Linked DNA regions of Sus scrofa: region 2 is linked to region 1. Evidence: chromatin contacts called from public HiChIP or PLAC-seq data. All regions are on one chromosome and are shown on one strand. The core of a region is the stretch at or near the end of the contact, and the rest is flanking DNA. Distances in the headings are between cores, read along the strand shown. Region 1 holds the start of SSH1 (protein phosphatase Slingshot homolog 1). Region 2 holds the start of ISCU (iron-sulfur cluster assembly enzyme ISCU, mitochondrial).

Region 1 (3,851 bases), core at 1,338-3,837:
ATGCTAAGTGAAACAAGCCTGGCAAAAAGGCCAAAGAGTGTATTAATCCACTTACATGAAATGCCCAGAACAGACAAATCCATAGAGATAGTTAAGTATATTATTGGTTGTCTAGAGTTGGTGACAGTAGGGCAGGGGTTGGTGGATGGGAGGGAGGCTGTGCACGACAGCTGAGGGGTATGAGGTTTATTTTGAGGGGGATGAAAATGTTCTGGAATTCATGGTGATGGTTATACAACCTTGGGCATATACTAAAAACCACTGAGCTGTATTTTTAAAATTTTTTTGGTCTTTTTAGGTCCCTACTATGGTATATGGAAGTTACCAGGCTAGGGGTCAAATCGGAACTGTAGCCACAGGCCTACACCACAGCCACAGCAACGTAGGATCTGAGCCGTGTCTGTGACCCACACCACAGCTCAAAGCAACAGCGAATTAAGCCACTGAGTGAGGCTAGGGATCGAACCCGAATCCTCATGGATACTAATTGGGTTTGTTACTGCTGAGTCATGACAGGAACTCTTAAACTGTATACTTTAAAATGTTGGACTTAACTGTATGTGAATTATATCTCAGCTAAAAAATACACACTTTTAAAAATCTGTCTAAAGCAGGAATAAATTAGGTGTCAAGTAAGGCAGGGAACGTGGGCTTTAGAATCAGAGATACAGGCTGAGAGGCTGTTTAACCTCTACCTGGAGCTGAACTTTACACTCACATATTTGTGAGATGGGACCCTGAGATTAAGTGCAGTGAAGCACTTTGTAAACTGCAAGGCGGCAGTAGCAGGGAACAGATGTCTGGGGGGGAGGTGAGAAGCAACTGCAGCCTGACTTTTCAAATGCAGGCTGCTGGCCACCGTGCAGAGGAGGGACTGTTAGAATTTTCTGTCCTCAGACAAGATAACACATAATGGCCTCTCCTCCAGAGGAGGGGGCTGTGAGGTTCAACCCTGCAGCCACTCAGTATGTTCCAGCCAGTCCCAGCAAAACAGGCCAAGGAGCTGCCCCACCAGTACTGGCAGGACAGACAGGGCTGTTAAACCCCAGACAGGTCCTCAGCATTCACAGACACATACAAACTTTTCTGTGTTATCAGGCAACTTCCCGCAGGGAGAAGGGGCCCAGATGCAGGCGGGCCACTTCCTGGGCCTGCAGGGCCCCTCCCCCAGCCTCCCCTCCCTCCCTTCTCTAAACAGTTCCCCATCTCCTCCTCCAGCAGCTGTGCTTGCAGGTCATGGCTCTGCCTTGCCACGGATGTGAGTTTAGACCAGAGGCCCTAACTGGTTCCCCTGCTTGGAGGCCTGAGGCCCAGCCTAGGGCAGTCCAGCCCAACTGTGTACTCAGAGAACCAATCCCCCAGTCCACCCCAGAGCAAGGAGCCAGCCTCACACAGGCCAGGTCACCAGCAGACCCACAGAAATCCGCACAGTGCAGAGGTGTCCTTTCAGCCCCAGAAAGCACCCATGCCATCCCAGAAACCCCGGAATTGGCCTCAGCCACTCGGCCTGATGCACACAAACATGCAGCCCCAAATGATAAACTCAAACTCAGCTGCACACAAAAACTTAAGATACACAGTCACACAGCACCCTGAGCTCACTCAGCCACTGTCACACCGTGACACCGGCCCCCGAAGAGGCACAGCCACTCACACCAAGAGCCAGAACTCCAAAGGGTGTGCAGTCGGGGAACAATCTCACTTTCACAGGAGCACCTGGGCCTCCTCTCCTGCCGCATTGAACAGGCACAGGTCCCAGTAGACAGGCCAGAGTCACTCAGGGAAAGGCACACACAGGCTGGCATACACACAGCTGGGCACACAGGGAAAGGGCTTAGACCAGCCTCAAGGTCTGGAATCACAGAACCACATCATTTCACACAGTCACTGGTCAGGAATCCTAGTCCCAGATGCAGTATCCCCCACAGTCACCTCCAGACAGGGGTCACTGTCTCTCACACACACAGTCACCCCCGGATGGGGGTCATACTCACAGTCTCATGCACAGTCACCCCCAGTCGGAGCTCACACTCAGTCACCCCTAGGTGGGAGTCACACTCACACTTGCTTCCAGATTGCGGGGGGGGGGGGGTTCTCACACAGTCTCATGCAGTCACCCCCAACATGGTCACATCCGTACGCACAGTCACGCCCACAAGGGGGTCTCTCACACACATTCAGCACAAGTCACTCTCAACTGGATCACGCCCGCTCACACCCGCACACTGCTTCCAGCAGTCACCCCAGCTCGGCTGCCCGGGCGGGGTAGTCCAACGGGGTCCTCGCAGGCTAAGGACCCCTCGAAGCTGCCCCCGGAGCACTCCCTGGCGCCCCGCACTCGCGTCCCAGGCCTGGCGCAGCGGCTGCTCGGCCGGGCCGGGGCCGCGGGCCCGGGGCTCACCTCGCTGTTGCTGGCGGAGGAGGAGGCGGCGCTGGGCGTGGGCGAACGCTGCAGGGTCACCAGGGCCATGGCTGCGGCGCGGCGTTAGGGCACCGCCGAGGCCTCGGGCTACAGCCGCCGCCGCCGCCCGGGCCGGGCCCGGGGCTCTCCAGGAGCCGTGCGCGGGCGGCCGGGCCGAGCCGGGCCGGGCCCGCCCCTCCCCCTCGGCGTCCGCCGCTGTCCCCGCCCCCCCACCCCCGCCTCCCGCGCCGGCGCGCGCCGGGCCTGAGCGAGGAGGGGGGCGGGGGGGAGCGACCGGGGCGGGTCGCGCGTGCGCGGCGCCGGAACTCTAGTGGCGGCTGGAGGCTCGGCCAGCCAGTCACGTCCCCCGCGTGCCCGACGCGCGCGCCCAGTGTTCCGCGCGCCCGGCCCTCCAGCCTGGGGGTCGGGGGCGCGCGCGTAGGCGAGCAAGTTCGGTCCCCAGAGGCCCACCCCTTGCGCCTGCCTGCTAAACCGAGGCTCGCGGGCTGAGCAGCGGGTAATACCTAGGGCGGAAAGGCTCAACTACGAGAAAATTAGAACCTCCTGGTCTCCGCTTCTTGAACTCCGAGAAGCAGTCTGCAGAAATTCATTCGTTCATTTATTTATGAAATATTTATTGAGCGCCTACTAAATGCTGCCATACAGTATTCAACCGTGAGCAACGTAGATTAGGCTTGCCCTCAGGGATTTGAAAGAAGCGAATCAAATTACGAGATGTTTTAAAAATAATTATGCCAGTCTTTTTTATGAATTCCTTTTGTGTCCAGAAACCCAGCTAGCTCCTTAGGAAGTCAAGGAAAAGCTTCTCTGCAAAAGGGGCATTTGCTCTGAAGCCTGAAGGATGAGCAGGATTAACGGGTGAAGGGAAAGGAGACTGCTGGGGGCGGGGTGGTGGGGGTGGTGGGAAGGCGTGGGCACAACGGCCCAGAAACTAAAAGGAGATTGTCCATCAGAGGCTGGAGCCTGGGGTGGGGCGGGGAGTGATGCGAGCCTGGGGTGGGGCGGGGAGTGATGCGAACCGGGGTGCAGTCTAGGAAGCTCTGGCAGCTCTTGAAAAATGGACTGGGGCAGAGAAATGGAGACCTGGTGGGCCACTGCTGTCCTCTTGGGAGGAGGTGACCAGAATGGGGATGGAGAGAAGCACATGGAGTAAGATACTAAGAAGGTGACACTGGCTTGACTCCCCCCCCCCCCCCGCCCCGCCCCGTCACTGCACGCACATTGCGCAAGCATCCGCAGATTTGCTGGTCCAGACCTGCTCCCCATTTTAACAAAGGGCTCCACGGACCATCTCACTGCCCGCCCAGCAACCTAAGCAGCCTCCTAGATCCCTCCTCTTGCTTCCCTCAGATCCAGGGGCATATTCCTCCTGCATATTCCCTCAGCATCATTTATCTCAAAGATGGTTCTCAACAGGGGTGACTATAGC
Region 2 (4,129 bases), core at 443-2,942, 260 kb before region 1:
TCTCCTCCTCTTCGTCGTACTCCCACTCGTACTCCCCGGGGGAGCTCTCGGCTGAGGAAGCCATGGCGTACTCCTCATCTCCATCGCTCTCACTCACGCCTTCCTCCTGCTGGTCCCACTCTGGCCCGATGGTCTTGTACGTCGCAGCAGCCACAGCCCGCGATAACACCTTCCTCCTCGTCCTGGCCGCCTTAGCCTCATCTTCTTCTCCCTCGGCCTTGGGCCCGGCCTTTGGCTCTGCCTCCGCTTCCGAAGCCGATGCTGCGGCCGCCGTCGCCATCTTGCGCTTCCAGTGCCTCCTGGGTCCTCACTCAGCCGCCAAAGACCCTCTGAAATAGGAGCTGCCCGCGGAGCGCGCCTGATCAAAATCCCCCTCTCTTGCCACCTAAAGAGAAACTGTGAGCCTCAGATGAGGGAAAAATCTAGAAATACAACAAATCTATGTCACTTTATATGCTTTTAGTAATTCTCCTTAAGGGTAAAAAACTCGCTAACAGGGCATGTGTTCCGCCACAACTCGGGACAGAAATTAGGTCCTTAGACAGGAAGTGGACGCCATAGAGGAAGTCATGGACAGAGCGTGATGATCGACGTTCAGTGTTTGGCGCCATCTTGAGAAGGTCAAAATGATTCTTGGCATAAACGGCTCTTACTGCCTGGTCTGACTTGGCGCGTAGTTCAGTCTCCCCAGCAACCGAGCCTCACATGCAGAGAAAAGTCCAAGTCCTCAGGGAAGGATCAATTGCACGACTCATGAGAAAAACTCATTTCCCCTTTATGTAATGCCTGGTGCCTAGTAGTTAGACACACACGTGAGTTTTCATTTTATAAGCTCCTGTTCTGTAACCCAACATTAATAAATCATATTATTAAGCATCTATTTAGAATCTCTTCATTGCCAGGCCTTGTCATATAAATTGTGTTTGCTTTTTAATAAAGGAATAGACATAAACGTAAATTTTTATTAAGTTTGGACAAAGTATTCGTTTAATTAAGCTTCCTATTTTTTGAGGTAGGAAAGTCTTGCTGTGTCTATTGCCTTTCTCTCTCGTTAGCAAGCTTAATTATGTCAGAAATTATGTCTGTTTTTGTTTGGGATCCCCAAAACACCCCGACACAAAGTGGACATTCAAAACATACTTGCTCAACGGGTGAAATAGTTGTCCTTGAATTAGTACACAAGAGATCAAGGTTTAGAAGGACGATGTCATTCGTCTAGGATCACACAGCCAGTAAGGAGCAGAGCTGGGATTCTAGTTGAGGATTGTCCAAGTTTGCATCCCAACTGAGTCTAACTCTCAGGGCAACCTCAGACAAGTTCCTAAACCTCTCTGACCCTCAACATTCTAAGCAGCAAAACAGGGCTAAGAAAGGTGGAATGGTTGATCCTCTGTGCCGCATTCCGGCAGTGGACTTTGTGAACATAAATTTGCGTCCGGAACTCCAGCCTGAAGCCCCTCAGACCCATAACCCAGCACGGAGGAAAAACCGTCCTGCGAATTCAGACCTTTGGGCTCCACGCCTCGCCGGACTCGGAGGGGCGTGGTCAAGGCGGGGCCAAGGCGCGGACTCAAGCACCGAGCGGGAGGGCGCAGGCGCAAAGTCGCCGGGACTTTAGAGGGGCGCGCTCCAAGCCGGGTGCCAACTCGTGCACGAGCCCCTCCCCTCGGTCTCGCGTTCGGCCTGCGCAGGCGCAAGTCCGCAAGATGGCGGCGGCTGGCGCCGGCCGTCTAAGGCGGGCGGCTTCGTCCTGCTGCTCCCGGTCCCGCGCCTGCCTGCTCGGGAGCTGTCAGCTCCGGCTCGGCTCTATCACAAGAAGGTAGGGGCGGGCGAGGGCGTGCGCGGGGCCTGCACCAGCCGGGGAACTAGGACCGCCGAGAGGACTTAGGCGTACTACCAAAGGCCTGGCCTAGGGACGACTGGCCGGCCGGCTTTGCGCGGCCCGGGGAACGCCACTGCGGCCCAGGAAACGGGGCGCCCCTCGCACGAGTCCGCCTCGACCAACTTTCTCTCGATGCGCAAGTGCACTAACGGCGCCTGAAATAAGAATGACAGTTTCGGCTCGTCCAGCGGCGACTGCCCGTGGGCCCGGCCGCTGTCTTTAATCTCTTGCACCCAAGCCTTTAAAATTCCCAACCGCCCAGCAAGCAGGGTTCTGCTGTGACCTGACAGCCGAACTCCAGGGACAGACACACACAGAATGGCGCGGGCTCCGGCCTCACCTAAGGCCACTGCTCTAGCCAGGTGACCTTGGGCAAGTTACTGCTCTGAGCTGAACCTGTTTTACCACTTATCATATGGGGGGGCTCTTAGCAGTCCCCCTACACGAGACCGTGCCTGCGGGGTCCTCCTCTGCTTGGTGCCTGGCACAGGGAGGCCACTTAGGGTGCTGCTGCTATTATTGTTGTAGGAGCTCAGAGCCTCCGAATGGGGATGGACATGTAACCAAGTCATAATGCTTTCATTTTTGTTTAGTTTTGTTTGGGGTGGTGGGGAGCTGTGAGTAGAGATAGGTGCGTAGTTTGAAGACTTTACATTCCAGGGGCGTGAGGTCCGTAAACGTAAAACTCTTTCACTCTAGAACCGGTTAACTACAGAATGCAGCAGATCAACACGGGGCAGAAAGTCTAGACTGGACTTTGTCTTGTAGGTCCTAGGGCTTGGACTCAAAATCCGTGGACAGATAAGTGGGCGGAGGGGACTGGAAGATTGGGATACTTACGGCTAACTAGTAAACAGACCTCAAAGTTTTTAAAACCTTCCATGTGCCAGTTTGAGCTTTTTTGCTTTGTTTTGGGTTTGTTTTTTGTTTTTCTCTTCTGGCTGCAACGCATTTGCCCATGTTCTTGTCTTCCCCAGCTCAGGAGGGTGTGTTGTTGACAGTCCACGCAGAACGAATTGGTGCTCTCAGCCTTGCAGCCACCAGGGCGCACTGTGCACCAGAGGGTTCAGGGCCCTGAAATACAGTGAAAGGACTGTTTTTATTTATTATCGCCCACAAGTGGACGCATTCCTAGTCTTGTCCCTCCTGTAATAGTCTCCTTGAAGCTTCTGGGAAACACTTATTTCTGGACCATACTTACTTTTACAATTTTTGAATGGTAAGTATTATGCTTTGATAGATCCTTTGAGATGTATCTTATGGAGATAAAAAATGGTGTTTGAGCCCAACTCTGATGCCTCAGGTGGTTAAAGGTCAATTATTTGTGGTTCAAAACCCTGCAGAACAAAGCCAGATCTTGCAGATTTTTCTGCCTTATTATGAATCTCTGAAGGTAATTGGAGAGGCGACACACAAAGACTTTGGGTGGCCAGTGGTTCTCATTGACCTGAGCATAAGCCTTCCCGCCCAGGTAAAACTTGGTATTTCGTGACACCTGCTGGGTTCGGTTTGCTGACTTCAAACGTGCCATCAAAGTCGGGGAGATCAATACCAAAAAAGAGTAATTGTGATTTCTCTTCACCCTCTCGTTTCAGGTTGTTGATCATTATGAAAATCCCCGAAACGTGGGGTCCCTTGACAAGACAGCTAAAAATGTTGGAACCGGATTGGTGGGCGCTCCGGCCTGTGGCGATGTAATGAAATTACAGGTACCCTTGGTTTCCATCTTTACTGGTGGTTAACAGTGATCCAATCACTTGTACAGTATTCCCTAGTTGACAGAGCGTTTGCACGTGCAGCGTTGCATTCGGTCCCCATCTTGATTCCTGCGAGATGAGAGGAGTCAACATATGAATGATTTGAGCGGGGGCTGAATCCCAGTCTTACTGGTACACTACGCTGACCCTTGCTGACATAGTAAACTGGTCTCACTTTTGAACTCCCAGTATCAGCTAAATTCCAACTGTAGCTAAGTAAAAGCTTTTGTGAGTTTTCCCGATCAAAGGAAAAGCACGGCCGTGTGGTAAGCAATCCCCAAAGAAACAGGAAATGCAGTAAATCAAATGTCCCCCGCATTGGTGACAACACGCAGGTAGGGCCTGCCCTTTGGGGCAAGGGATAACCCCCTCCACATCTCCTTCCTCACGGTGGTGGGAAGCTCTCCAGACGTCTTCCTGCCTATCTTGGAAAACAAACAAGGCAGGAGGGAACCCCTAGGTGCAGTTTAGTGCTGGAGAAAAAAGCACT

The links. HiChIP or PLAC-seq counts read pairs in DNA pulled down with a chosen protein or histone mark.
Region 2: an H3K27ac HiChIP or PLAC-seq map of alveolar macrophages shows a contact between it and region 1. The contact joins the promoter of ISCU here to the promoter of SSH1 in region 1. A contact is called at or near these places in 2 of 5 promoter capture datasets (fetal liver and liver), 15 of 47 Hi-C or Micro-C datasets (alveolar macrophages, blood, brain and 11 more) and 2 of 2 datasets of contacts at active chromatin or transcription factors (alveolar macrophages and skeletal muscle).

The regions. Positions count from the first base shown.
Region 1 is chr14:41,962,682-41,966,532 of Sscrofa11.1, reverse strand. It overlaps SSH1 (protein phosphatase Slingshot homolog 1), which reads right to left and starts at 2,587. Exons shown (of 16, transcript XM_001929329.5): 1 at 2,402-2,587. The coding sequence starts at 2,470.
Region 2 is chr14:42,220,133-42,224,261 of Sscrofa11.1, reverse strand. ISCU (iron-sulfur cluster assembly enzyme ISCU, mitochondrial) reads left to right here and starts at 1,692. Exons shown (of 6, transcript XM_003359136.3): 1 at 1,692-1,746; 2 at 1,749-1,819; 3 at 3,478-3,591. The coding sequence starts at 1,707. It overlaps SART3 (squamous cell carcinoma antigen recognized by T-cells 3), which reads right to left and starts at 510. Exons shown (of 19, transcript XM_005670755.3): 1 at 1-510. The coding sequence starts at 280. LOC106507249 (a long non-coding RNA gene) reads right to left here. Exons shown (of 2, transcript XR_002338860.1): 2 at 2,979-3,708.